2 separate regions of the Delphinus delphis genome follow, and region 2 is linked to region 1. The links are chromatin contacts, called in public Hi-C maps. All regions are on one chromosome and are shown on one strand. The core of a region is the stretch at or near the end of the contact, and the rest is flanking DNA. Distances in the headings are between cores, read along the strand shown.

Region 1 (2,700 bases), core at 186-2,685:
CTTCTCAATGGCACACACTTCCACATTCAGACAAACCAGGAAGGAAACCTGCCATGAAGGAAACCCACCAGGAATGGCTGTTATTCGATGGCTCGTCCTGTGGCCCCAGTGTGTTCACCATCCCAGGACTTGGAGGAGCCAGGCCCCGGCCAGTCCCATCTGCCCTCCTGGAGGCCTTCCCTGAGCACCGGGCCTGTTTGTCTCTGATCCACTGGCCTTGCTCCCCTGTCTGATTGGAACTCCCCAAGGTCAGGATCTTTGTCTCCCTGACCAGACAGGGTGGGGCACAGATGCTGTGTCTCTAACTTTGAGATTTATTCCCAGTGACAGAACTCAGGTCAGTTTAGTAGGAGAGACTGGCAGTCAAACCAGTACTTGCCAGGAAATAAGAGTTTCTGCATGTGAGACAAAACAGTGATCCCGCCCCAAGTTGACCCCCTTGAAAGGAAATGCTGGACAATGTCCTCTGAGGCACAAATACACAGAATCAGACCTTGGGCAAGGTGCACAGTTGTGCCTTTTTAAAAATAATTAATTAATTTATTTATTTTGGGCTGCATTGGGTCTTTGTTGCTGGGTGTGGCTTTCTCTAGTTGCGGTGAGCGGGGGCTATACTTTGTTGTGGTGCGTGGGCTTCTCATTGCGGTGGCTTCTCTTGTTGTGGAGCACGGGATCTAGGCGTGCGGGCTTCAGTAGTTGTGGCACACAGGCTCAGGAGTTGTGGCTCATGGGCTCTAGAACGCAGACTCAGTAGTTGCGGCGCATGGGCTTAGTGGCTCCACGGCATGTGGGATCTTCCCGGACCAGGGTTCGAACCCGTGTCCCCTGCATTAGCAGGCAGATTCTTAACCACTGCGCCACCAGGGAAGTCCCTGTACAGTTGTGCTTTTGAAGCTGCATAACCTTGGACAAACTGCTTGACTTTTCTGTGCCTCAGTTTCCTTATCTGTGAAATGGGGATAGTAATGGTACCTTCCCCACCGGCTGATATGAGGATTACAGGGGTTAATATTTATGAAGCATTTAGGACAGTGCCAGGAACATAGTATATGTTAAATAAGTGTTTGTTAAATGAAGTGTGAGTGCATGCACGCGCGCGCGCACACACACACACACACACACACACACGCACGCTGTTGCTTCCATATGCATGCAACTCTTTGGAGGTCTGCCAGGCCAGGGGCCATGACCTTGGACCTGCCCAGGGAGGGGAGGCAGACACCCTACCTTGCAGTATACAACCTGCTCTCCTGGCAGCCATAAAGGGGATCTTCTGCCCCCTCCACCATGTATCATCCCCTGCTTCTCCCCAAAGGCACCTACCTCCAGGGTCACGGTGCCCCAGGACCCAGCTTCAGCGTCAAGTGGCAGTTCCTTGTCACCTGCCACAGTGCAAGCAGCCCCGTCAGAAGAGGCGGGGTGAGGCAGAGCAGCATGGTGAGCTCTGCCCTGGGACCCTCGGGGAGCCCCTCTCAGTCCACAGACCGCCACTAGCAGGCTCCGTCCTCTCTCTCTGGCTGCTCTCGGCAGGTGGGGGAAACTCCACCTGTTCTGTCCTCCCAGCTACTCGGCTTCTTCCTTCAGCTTATCTGACCCCCGGGGCCATTTCCTGTGACTGCCCCCCGCCCCCACCAGCTGGAAAAGCCAATGATACCGCGAGCTGTCCAGAGAAGGGACCAGGTCTCCTCCACTGCCGCCCCCCAGCAGTTGATCTCTGTTGCAACACCGCCTCACCGCTGGCTGCATTCCCCTTGGGAGGCAGGTGCACAATGGAGCAGTGTGTGGGGCCTGGTGCTTCCGGCTTCCTGACTGGAAGCCCCGAGCAGGCAGCGCCATCTTGGAAATGGGAAGGGGGAACTGCCTGGCTTCTCCCTTACCCTGTAAGAGAGGCCTCTCCCCAGAGCTTAGTATTCTACCACTAGTCTCCCCTTCCAGTCACTGCACCCCTTCCTCGGCATTCCCCGCCATCAGTAGTCCTCATGTGAACATGGTTGCACACGTTTTGCCCTAAGAGGTAAGACAATACGTAAAGAAATAAGGGTCCTCACAGGCAGGAATTGGGATTTGCCAGAAAAATGACCTCCTGCTCAAGTGTCATCAGCTCTAAAATATCTTCCCACTGCTGGGATCTTTTCAAAGCCCTAACCTGACCTATCTCTCCCTGCTTACAGCCTTCCAGTGTCTCCCCACTGCCCGTGGTGTAAAGTTCAAGCTCCCTGGCATGGCGTTCAGGGCGCTTCTCCACTTAGTTCCTCCCTGTCTCCCATCCATCCATCTGTCCATCTGTTAGTGTAGAACAAGGGTCCTGTGGTCAGAGAGCCCTGAATTCCATTCCTAGCTCCCCCACTAAATAGCTATGTGACCTTAGGCATGTTACTTAACCTTTCTAAACCTTGGAATCCTCATCAGTAAAATGAGATTATTAACAGCACTTATTTCCAAAGTTGAGGATGAAATGGGATAATGCATGTGGGGCACTTGGCACAGTACATGATGGTAAATATTTAATACCCATTAACTATCATTCCTATTACTATTATTGACACTGGGTGAGGCACTGGGCCACAGAAGATGAATAAGACACTGTCCCTGTCCCTGTCCTACAGCATCTCACAGTCTCTAGGAAAGGAGACCTCTGGTTGGCAGATAAGCTGTGTTCAGTTTGCTCTGTGCTGGCACAGAGGTGGGGACAGGAGAAGG
Region 2 (2,700 bases), core at 173-2,672, 130 kb after region 1:
GGGACACCCCACCCTCCGGCCCACCTACTCACCCCGGGACTTCCCGGCTGCTCGCTCCGCCGCCGGCGCCCCGGGTGGGAGCTGCGGCTACAGTGCCGGGCCGGCGGCCGCCCGCGACGCGGCGCTTCCCCGCTCCCAGCTCCGCGCCCCCAGAGCGCGGTCCCGGCGCCAAGCTACCACCGGACGCGCACGGCCGCCGCCTCGCTCTCCGCAGCTCCCGCCACCGTCTGCCCGCCGCCCTGTCACCCGCACCACGCTGTCGGTCGCTTCTCTCCCTCCTTCCCTTCCGTCCTCCCTTCCTTTATTGTTCTTTAAACTTTTTATTTTAGAATAGTTTTAGATTTTCAGAAAAGTTGCAGACACATCAGACGCCCTTCTTCTTTCCTTCCTTCGCCCTTTCCTCTGTTCCTTTCTTGTGTCCTTTCTCTCACTTTGTCTCTCCACTTTTACGCTGACTCCACTTTGCTCTTTTTCAGTTTCTCCACTATCCACTGCTGCTTCCTTCCCTGTTCCGGTAATTCTGAGGGGTCTCTCTCCGTGTCCCCCTCACCTTTCTCCCTCCCCCCCCAGCCCAGATCCAAAGCGGGGTCGCAGAGCTTCCAGCGCCCGCTGCCTACCCGCCAGCCCTCTACAGCCCGATGGAGGACCGCCTGCTGAAGTGCCCGGAGAGCACCTGGAGCAGGAGGTTCTCTGACATCCACAGCCCCTGCGTCCTCGCCTCGCTCACCCGGATCCTCACCCAGGACCACGGCGCCGCACACGCACCACGCCCCGAAGGCGCGCAGTCTCGGGACTGGAAGGTCGTCTGTCCCCTCTGGGGGTCATCTAGCCCACCTTCTCTAACTTCGGACAGGTACATTGCTTACCCGGGGCGCCTCCCTAGATTTCCGCTCCAATTCCTCGCCTTTCTCTCGCTCGCTCGGGAACCTCCCCGTGTCCCCCACTCTCCCGCGACCCTGTGGTCCTCACCTGGGTCCTGCGCGGGCAGTGGCTGTTCCCGGTACGCTCCGTATTGCCGGTAGGAGGTTCCGTAGGTATACTCGGACTTGGGCGAATACGCGCCCGTGCCTGCAAGCCCGTTGAGGTTGAACTGGTGGTGGTAGGTGTAGGGGTTCACGGTCTGGCCATAGGGCTGGCCCGAGTAGTAGTCGTGCTGGGGAGCGCTGTAGTAGCCCAGGTCAGTGACGGAAGACTCCGGCAGGGTGGGCGAGTCCTTGGAACCCGCATGGCAGCTGAGCGAGCTGGAGATATCGGTGAGGATGCTGCTGAGCTTGCGATCGAAGGAGCCACTCATCCTGGCGGGCGCCGCGCCACCCCCCGGGCTGGCCTCGGCCGGAGCGCCGGAACCGGCAGGAGCGCGGGGGAGGCGGAGGAGACGAGGCGGGGGTGCGTGTCCGGAGGGCAAGGGGAGGGCCCGGCAGCGTCTCTGGGGAGGGTCGGCCGAGGGGCGCTTAGACCATCGCCGGGCTTCCGGCGGTCGCGGCGCGCCTCTCGTAGCGTCCCAAGCCACAGTCAAATGCTACCAGCTCCGCCCGGCCAGCCGGTTATAGACTCAATAGTGGAGTCGCAGAGGGAGGCCCCAGCGCTCTGATTGGCTGCAAGTCTTGCCTTCCAGGCAAAACATGCTCTTGAGCTCTTTCGTTCCTCTCTCTCTCTCTCTCTCTCTCTCTCTCTCTCTCTCTCTCTCTCTCTCATTCTTTGTTGTTACCCAACACACACACACACACACACACACACACACACACACACACACACTCACACAGACCCCTCTGTTCCTCCTCCTGTGGGTCCCTCCCTCAGCCCAGATAAACCCCCAGTGTCTCTGAAGGAAAGAGTGGGAGGAGGGTGTCTATCTGTAGAGTCCCCAGGATCCTTCAGTCTGTCTGTCTCTCTGGCTGCGGGTGGAAGGTGGGCTCAGGTGCGACAGAGAAGGAGGGGAATTTGCCTATTGGGTGTTTGTGGAGGGAGGTGGTCCAAGGTGTGTGTGGGGGGAAATGACAGGCAGATAAACACGCCCAAAGTAGAAGCCCCCAGGGCTCCTGATAATGTTCTAATTTCTTTTAAAATCAGAAGAAAGGAGAACATTTTAGGTTGAAGAAAATGGTTGAGTGTATATTCATATATTTATTGTCTTTACAGCAATGCAGTCATAAAGTGTAATTCAAAATATATATATTCTTAATGGAGGAAGGGGCCCATCAGGCAAAAGTGCCCTGGGCCTATGAAAGTCATCACTGGGTCCAGGGAGGGTCCTATTGGAGAGGGCCTGGTAGGCAGGTGTGTGGGTGAGGGGCTTATAGAGAGGGTGGAGGTGCACAGCCTGTGTGTGGCGATGTTAACGTTATCTCCAAAACTTTCAGAGATGGCCTAGGCTTGCTGGAGGGAACAGGGAACCTGGGGTCCCCATGAGGATGGGCGGGACACAGGCTGGATATCTGTGTGCTTCGGTAAGTTTGGGGGCAGATTCTGTGTATCGGGGACAGCGCCGGGGGAGTGTGGGCCTTTTTAGAGGTCAGGGGTAGGGGATGCGTGTACTTGAGGTGTGTGACGGGAGGATTTCAAGTGTTCCGCAGTAGGTACAGAGTTCATTTACATGCAGAGAATGTACGTGAGTGCAGGAGTGTGAGTGTGAGAAAGTGTACCAGTGTATATGGGGGGGCTGTAAGCAGTGTGAGTGGAGGACCATGGGATGGGGTGTCT

Evidence for each region. A called contact is a pair of places that touch in the nucleus more often than the background predicts.
Region 2: a contact with region 1 is called in a Hi-C map of lung, with 7 times the contacts expected there. The contact joins the promoter of DLX3 here to the promoter of TAC4 in region 1. A contact is called at or near these places in 2 of 3 Hi-C or Micro-C datasets (lung and muscle).

The regions. Positions count from the first base shown.
Region 1 is chr19:24,334,819-24,337,518 of mDelDel1.2, forward strand. It overlaps TAC4 (tachykinin precursor 4), which reads right to left and starts at 1,436. Exons shown (of 6, transcript XM_059996624.1): 1 at 1,397-1,436; 2 at 1,324-1,394. The coding sequence starts at 1,436.
Region 2 is chr19:24,465,491-24,468,190 of mDelDel1.2, forward strand. It overlaps DLX3 (distal-less homeobox 3), which reads right to left and starts at 1,423. Exons shown (of 3, transcript XM_059996512.1): 1 at 970-1,423. The coding sequence starts at 1,294.